2 separate regions of the Ovis aries genome follow, and region 2 is linked to region 1. The links are chromatin contacts, called in public Hi-C maps. All regions are on one chromosome and are shown on one strand. Each heading gives the region's core, a stretch centred on a gene start, on an enhancer-like site or on the middle of the called end of the contact. The rest is flanking DNA. Distances are from core to core; before and after follow the strand shown.

Region 1 (3,688 bases), core at 28-2,527:
CATTGGGTGAGCCTGTGGGGCTGGGGCGCCACCGCCCACTCCCAGCCTGGGAAATCCTGGCAGGCCCGGCACAGCATCCCCAGGAAAGGCCGGCACTGGGAGAGAAGGTCTCGCTGTTTCCTCTTTCTCAGGAGAGACAAATCAACAAGGAGCCCAAAGCAGGGAGCCGGGAGGGTGGCTCTGATGGCCCGCCCACCAGATCATCAGTCTCAACTGACCGAGAGTTGCCTCTATTTGTCATGTAAATATTTGCCCTAAAATCAACTGCCAATCACAGTTTCATAATACCCAGGGGTATCCCAATTATCCAAGGGCTCTGATGAAATTCTCAAAATAAGTTTAAATTCACTTCCTTTAAAAAAAAAAAAAAGGGACTTCCCTGGCTGTCCAGGGGTTGAGACTCCACGTTTCCAAGACAGGGGGCACAAGTTCAATCCCTGGTCAGGGAGCTTAAGATTCCACATGCTGCACAGTGTGGCCAACAAAATAAAAATAAAATTTTAAAAAGCTAGTGGTATGTCTTACGAGATAGCCTGTCATAATATTAAGCAAGTGACAGCTGGTTATCACTGAATCTGACTGGAAACCACTGGCTTTAAGAAATCATAAAGAAACTGGCTTGATGGTAAAAATGGAGAAGCGAACTCATTTTCACTTTGAGCCTAGAAGTCCAACTAATTCGGGAAATTACAAGCATTTGGCAAAAACAATTCAGCAAATGTCCAAAATACTGAGGGGAACTAACCTGCAGGTAGGAAACAATAAAATGAAATCCTGAAATTTTTTTTTTGTTGTTGAAAGACTGAATTACAAAATTAGGGGAAGGAAAGAAAAGCAGCTGTTGGGACAGATTTGAATTTCAGTTAATCATCTGATTCCAGTATCATGCAATTTTCATCAAAAACAAGAATTCTCAGCAGCTGAGAGAGGACATGAGGCCAAGAAAGGCAATAGGAGGATGGAGCAGAGAGGCCAAGGAGGCTGAGATAGCTGAGGCCCGGCCACGCCCTGGCCCCACCCCTGCAGAGGGGAGGAGGCCGGCCTCTGGCAGGTCCTCCCCACCAGTGCCCCTCCAATCCCCCCACTTCACTAAAGCAAGGCTGGGCTTGAGGGTATGAGGGACTGCCTGCCATCCAGGCAGTGATGTGGCCTCACCATCCCTGCTAGAGGTGGTTGGCTTTGGATTATTTTTCCAGGAGTGTTTATGGCCACAGGCTGATCCCTGCATTCTTTGCCTAGGTCCCCATCTGCCGCCAAGGGCACACCCTTCCAGGTGGCTGGGGTGAGGGCCATGCCTGGTGACCCTGGAGGCACGCCCACCAGTGGCGGAGCCAGCTCCCTGAGGCGGTGACTCGCCCAGGCACTTGGCTAGTTCGCCGCACAGGCCTGATGGGAAGCCAGTCTCCAAACCACAAGCCCCGATGTTCAAGGTCTGTCTGGCAGTGGGGCAGCAGAGGGAGTCAACCCGAGGGTGGAGCCGGAGGCTGCGATGCTGCAGCAGACTCATGGATGAGGTCTATGAACCCAGAGAGATGAGGCTCTTTGACTTGTCAGAGGCAGCTTCTTAAGGGCGGAGGAGGAAAAACAACAAAAGCAAGTTTATACTCATAGGGAAACATAATCTGTGATTATAAATATTTCATGAGCAAAGAAAGCAGTACTGACTGAGAGACTGGGGTGGGGAGGGTGGACAGCAAATTAGATTCCAGTTTGCAAAGTGATAGGGCAGCTGGGATAGAGCGCAGCCTAGGCTATTCTGGGCTGTGCGCCGGAGGCCCTGCGTCACGGTCACTGTCAGGGAGCAGGCTCTGGCCCCCGGCCCCTGGAAACCACAGCCTTCCCACGGTCAGCACAGAACACCTTGGGAGGCAGTCATGGGGGGAGGAGGGGGCGGGGAGTGGGTGGCAGGACGGTCATTTGAATGACTTGGGCAAACTTCAACAGCAGGGAGGCGGGCCAGTGCCCTGCAGACCCATGAAAGGATGAACATGCATTCTGCTGACTAAGGGCGGGGGGAGAAGTGAGCCCGACCCCAGAAAGCAAGTGCCCTTCCAAGCTAGAGGGCAGCTCTGGTCAAGCCACCCTGGTCAGAGCAAAGGCGATGCCCGGAGCAGGTGGTGCCAGACTGAGGACAAGCCCGCCCTTCCTTTCCCTCAGGACAGGGGTCTCTCTCTCTCCTGCAGCCCTTGAGAAGCAGCCCAGAAAGCAGAGGCCTTAAGGGATTGCTGAGTAGCAGCTGCTGCAGCAGAGACTCTCCCCACTGGGCAAGCAGGTCCCAGTGTGGGACAGAGACCTCAGCCAGTCTAACAGCCCTTCCAGAGGGCCGGAGGAAGAGGGCGGTTACTCCTAAAATACCCGGAGGCCCTTGAATCAGGCTAGGTCAGAGGAGCCCTGGCGACTGGTGCACACCTCAACCAGGAAGATGGAAACAATCTCCGCTTCCAAGCAGTCAAGGCGGAGCTAGAAAGGCTCCAAGAGAAGCCACTGAATCTGGGAAAACCAGACAGTTATCACCTAGACTCACAGCCGGTGAGACTCTGCTCAAGACGGCAAGGACTCCACAGCCATGAAAGACCCCAAGACGTCATGGGAGGACCCCCTGAGCTGAAGTCACTGATTGGATATGCCCTTGAGACCAGCTACTAGTTGCAAGAATCACCCTGAGGAATCACGTTACCTCTGAAAGGCAAGTCCTTGTGGAAAATACAGGATCAGGGGCTGCCAAACCTAAGGACCATGAGGAACTCCAAAAATGCACATCCACATAAATGCTTTCAGGACACACCCTAAGCGCTATTCCAACTGAAGAGACTGTTTACATCCAGCTACCTGCGGGACACCTCTCAGAGGCGCCTCCGTGTGGACCCCCCAAAGCGCCTCCTCCCCCACCCTTGGGCCTCTCCCGGAGCACCCAGTTCAGCGTTCTGCAGGACCAATCACACAGCAAAGGGAGCCGGACACCAGGGCCCCATTGGCCCTTCCCCAGCGTCCAAGCACACCACCAAGCCCAGTCAACTGTACCTACTAAAGGCTTCTGCTCCCCTCCTCCACCCTAGGCCAACAGCACATCATGGTGCACTCTGGCCTCCCCAAGTGCCCCTCCACGATCAGTCTCCTTCAGGAGATCAGCAGGGAGGTGGGCCAGTGCCCTGCAGACCCATGAAAGGATGAACATGCATTCTGCTGACTAAGGGCGGGGGGAGAAGTGAGCCCGACCCCAGAAAGCAAGTGCCCTTCCAAGCTAGATACAGGAAGATAGAGGAAGTCTCCTGTATCTTCCTTCCCACCACTCCAACCCTGCTTGCTAAATACCCTACACCAGTATCCCAGCACCCCCAGGATGCGGCAGACTTCCCAGGCCCAGCCAGCGCTGCCTCTTCCAGCCCCATCCTTCCCCACATTCCCTCCTGCTCACCTGCTGCAGCCACACTGGCTTTTCCTTTGAGTCCCTGGGACTTACCCAGTCCCTTCTGCCACAGGGTTTTGCACATCCTCTTCCCTCTGTCTGGACCACTTTCCCCTCCTCTCACTAAGCTAATGCCTGTCCATGTATTCTTCCTAAGGTATAAAGTACATACAGTGCACTGAAATACACAGCTCAGTAATTATTTACAGATGTGTACATTCATGGGACTCCCACTCAGATCTAGATTTAGAACGTCCCCAATATTGTAAGGTTCCCTTGTGA
Region 2 (4,176 bases), core at 1,351-3,850, 110 kb after region 1:
TACAGTCCATGAAGTAGCAAAGAGTGGGACACGACTGAGCGACTTCACTTTCTTTCACTTTTACTTTGCCTCCCTTGAGGGTTCCTGGTCCCTCTGTCAGGCCTGTGCCTTCCCCATGCTTTCCCTTTGCTGGGGGTAGACCTGTGCCGGCCACCTTCCCCAGGATGAGCTGGGAGGTTTCTCCCCTGTTTCTAGCTGCTCTGATTCACAACTGGTCTGCTGCAGCGCCCCCCAGTGGGCTGAGGGCTTCTTGTCTTGTTTCCACATCGCGTGGTAAGGCAAGGCTTACAAGTGGGGCTTAGTGAGTGTCGGTGAGCTGGAGAGGTCATCCTGGGAGGCTTCCAGAAGAGAAATCAGAATTTCTGCGCTGGTGTTGAGACTTGAGATTTTCCCATTAGGAACACCCTAAGGAATTTTTGGCCCCGACACTGGTCCACAGGAGTGATTCTTGTTCTGCTTCCTCCTTGAGTCTGGAAAGGGAAACAGCATCCGCACTACTGGACTTCTGCAGCAGGGGGCACGGGAGTTAGTGGAGCAAAGGCTCTGAGCTGACCCACCCAGGGGTACTCACTAAAGCCTTCCTCTCCCACTTTCTAGGTGTGCAGACTCACTCCCACACCTTCACAGGACTGTGAAATACTGTGAATGCTCTTGTGAACCAGGGAGCAGATGTTTAATTAACCCCTTCTGTGCATAGGAAGGGCAGGTGCACTGGTGGGGGTGATGCTCCTGGTTTGAGGTTTCCATCACGAACAGAGCAGCCGGGAGCCCCTCCTAGCAGCAGCGCCCACGCCCCTTCCCACACTCACTGACTTCTCCCAGCCACAGGCTTCTCCCAGACCATAATGAAGAGAAGTAGAAGCCTATGGAGAGATGAAATTGAGGTAATGGGGGCGGAGCTGTTGAGGTCTGGAGTTCGGGCCAAGGAGAAGGGAAGGAAGGGTCCTTTGTTCCCTGGAACTCAACACATGAACAAAGAAAATGTGAAAGGAGGAGACTGGGCACCGAGGCTGCTGAGGGAGGTCCGCGGGTGGGTGGTGGGGGAACCTCTCCCCAGGATGCCAGGGACCGACAAAGCAGGCCACGAAGGGAGTTGCTGGACATCCACAAGGTCACAGCGTAGGGAGGGGCCATTCTCTCCTGGAGGGTATCTGCGTTAAAGGAGGCTTCAGAAATAAGGCCTTGGAAAAGTAAGGCCAGCTCACCAGCTGGAGAGCACGCAAACGTGGCAGAGACAGCAGAGAAGGGCGTCCCTCTGGCACTCCCTAGGCAGGTCCATGGCCTTGAGGCTCCTGGGCCACAGCCGAAGGGGAACGACTTGCTTCTGGCACCTGGATGGGGCCACACTCTGACCAGCGTCCTCATGCTGCCTCCAAGAACTCCTGCCACCCTGCAGGAGTCCTGGGAGACCGGACTCTTCCCAGATCTAGGCAGCTGCAGGAGGAGGGAAGAGGGTGGGGAAAAAAAAGAAAAAGGAAGCCAGACTGAGAAACAACTCGATATTCAAGTCTCTGCGCTCCCTCACCTGTGGGCGGCTGGGGGTTGGGGGTGGGAGCGGTCCGTCGGGTAAGCGACCGCATCCCCAGTGTCTGCTCTCGGAAGGCGGCACCCTCAGAGCCGCCCCACCGGCCGGTGTGCTGTGTGATCGATGGGGGGAGAAGTGGGGTCATCCCCGCTCCACCCCACCCGGACGCAGTGCCCGGCTAGCTGGGTCTGGCGGGTAGGGTAATGGATCCCCTCTGCAGTTTCCTGGAGGAAATGTAATGAAGGTATAGCCTACTTGGACACCAGGATCCCAGCAGTGCGGTTGAGGGGCGGAGCCACCGCGGAGGCACAGCCCAGGCCGCAGAGGGCGGGGCGGGGCCTCAAGGGAAGGGGCGGGGCAGGGCCGCCCCGGCCGGTCTGGAAGCTGCTGGAAGTGTCGCAGCGCCGCCGCCCTGGATCCTTCCGCCGCGTGTGCAGTCAAAGAGTCCCCTGGCCGGCTGGAGCCAGCGCCCGGCCCGCAGCCGGAGCCACGCCTCGCCGCGAAACGCCGGCCCGCCGCGGGAGGGCCTGTATTCCAGGCATGCCCACAAAGTGGGACCTTTAATTCCGCAACGCCCGCGGAAAAGAACCCTTTCCCGTATCAGGCAATTAGAGTATGTGTAGGGCAGCTTCTAATGAGGAGGTCGAGCCTCGGAGCGTAGGGGGGAGTGGGTGACCCCTGTTTAGGCTTGGACCTTAGTCCCGAGGCTGGGACTGTCAGGAGTGGAGATGCCTGCCCTGCAGGTTTTCACAGAGGTCAGTGGGGAATCCTCGCTTCTAGTTCCACCGTTTATGTTATATGATTACTCCCAACATATGTTTCTGATGGTGTCCTGTTTTAGGAACGCGGAGACGGGGCTGTGAACAGGAGTAAATAAGTGTACTTGATCTCAAGGCCGGCGGCTCCCGCCTTTCAAGGTCCCCTCCCCTATTTTGGACCGTGACGTCAAGGTGGGCGGGCGGGCGGCGGCAGGTGCGCGGCAGACAGGCATCCTCCTTTAAGGCGGAGGGATCCGGGGGCGGGCAGCTGGGCGGTGCTTCGCCTTATATAAAGTGATTGGGGGCACACAGCCGTTCTCTCGAGTCACCCCCGCGCAGCCTTCTTGTGGCGAGTGAGCCCGAGGAAGCCATTGCCTGCTCGGTGTTCTCTAATACCTGTGATTGTTATCCTTGAAGGTAAGGCTCCTGTCTCATCTGGGCTTTTCAGATTAGCTTGTTCTTTCGCGTTGCTTTCGGCCCACGCATCCTTTCCGAGACCTACATCTCGTGTTGGGACCGGTTCTGGCGTAACGCTCCCATTGCTTCTCTTGGGGGAGGGCTGGGAGCGAGCTTTTGAGTTTAGACTCTATGTGATTGGCGGCGGGGCTGCTTTCCCGCAGCTATAAAGCGTTGTTTCGTGGGGCCGCAGAATGGGGCGGGGGGGTAGGCACTGCACGTGGTGGCCGCGCCGGCCCGGGACGCTGCCATGTTTGCCTCTCCACTTCCGGACGCGGCTACGGGGCGCCGGAGGGTCCCCGAGCCGGGCGGGTGGGCGCGCCCTCTGTGACTCAGCAAGGCTGGTCATGACCAGGTTTTGCCACTTGTTCTATCGGACACAATTTTTTTAAAGTCCTTTCTTTCGGGGCTTTTCCGTGAGGCTCTGCGAAGAGCTCCGTTTTCGGTCGCCGGCGGCGTATGTCGTGCTTCCTCCATCCTTCCAGATCTTTCCTGCGTCTCGGTGGAGGAGGGGCTGGCGAGCGGAGGGGGCAGGCTTTGGGATTCGTGGGCACGTCCCTTCCCCCGCCCCTCTCCGAGAACTGAGATTGTTCTGGAAGCTTCTGGAGCCCGGCGCCCCGCCCTGGTGCCCGGATGTTGGGGCGAAGGGAGGCTGCGCGGTGGCGCCCCCTCCTCGCGTGGTCGACGCATGTCCAGCCGTGACGAGAGTCGGCCCCGCAGACTAAGGCCACCATCTTAGTGTTTGGTTTGGGCTTGAGCTTCAGTCACGTGTGCAGAGAGGTCACGATGGAGCCCTTTCTTTATCGGTTCTTTGTCTTGATAGCCCACCTGGATGGGCATTCCGCCAATCTCGAGTTAGCTGTCCCTACTACGGGAGGCAGCAGTACCACATTATCTCCTTGGAGTTACCTAATGGGAGGACAGTTTTAAATGATTGCCCTTTAATGTGAAACTAATTACTTTGAAGGTGGAACGATAGTAATTTGCGTATTTAAATATATGGGAATTTACCTCGCTTTCGAGATACCTGGGTTGGAGTGCCTAACTAGATTGTGCTGATCTATGATTCACTTAACAGGAGTTTGGGTTCACAATAACTTGCAAGAAACATTAGCGCAATTTGTTCAGTGTGTTAGGTGCGCCCCTCCCCCCGTTGTTTCTAAGGGTGCTGCCTGAAATTGATAGAGGGAAGGATTTTCCAGTCTTTGTACCCAGCTCAAAACAGTTTGAATAGAGTCTCCTTAAGTGTATTGTGGCTGAGGGTGAACTTGAGGAGTCTTAAATTCTTGCTTTTTATTTTAGATGCCTGAGGAAGTGCACCATGGAGAGGAGGAGGTGGAGACATTTGCCTTCCAGGCAGAAATTGCCCAACTCATGTCTCTTATTATCAACACCTTCTATTCCAACAAGGAAATTTTTCTTCGGGAGTTGATCAGT

Evidence for each region. A called contact is a pair of places that touch in the nucleus more often than the background predicts.
Region 2: a Hi-C map of liver shows a contact between it and region 1, with 3 times the contacts expected there. The contact joins the promoter of HSP90AB1 here to the enhancer-like site in region 1. A contact is called at or near these places in 4 of 16 Hi-C or Micro-C datasets (hypothalamus, liver, omental adipose tissue and 1 more).

The regions. Positions count from the first base shown.
Region 1 is chr20:17,625,479-17,629,166 of ARS-UI_Ramb_v3.0, forward strand. No RefSeq gene overlaps it. Among named protein-coding and RNA genes, the nearest start is that of TMEM63B, 15 kb to the right of the region's middle. Within about 2 kb of position 1,278, at least 19 of the 54 cell types and tissues checked have an H3K27ac peak or open chromatin away from gene starts, as enhancers often do. A contact at or near this core is called in liver and tail adipose tissue, where this site is marked.
Region 2 is chr20:17,732,031-17,736,206 of ARS-UI_Ramb_v3.0, forward strand. It overlaps HSP90AB1 (heat shock protein 90 alpha family class B member 1), which reads left to right and starts at 2,601. Exons shown (of 12, transcript XM_004018854.6): 1 at 2,601-2,700; 2 at 4,042-4,176. The coding sequence starts at 4,042. LOC105603715 (a long non-coding RNA gene) reads right to left here and starts at 1,845. Exons shown (of 3, transcript XR_009597730.1): 1 at 1,781-1,845; 2 at 1-1,434.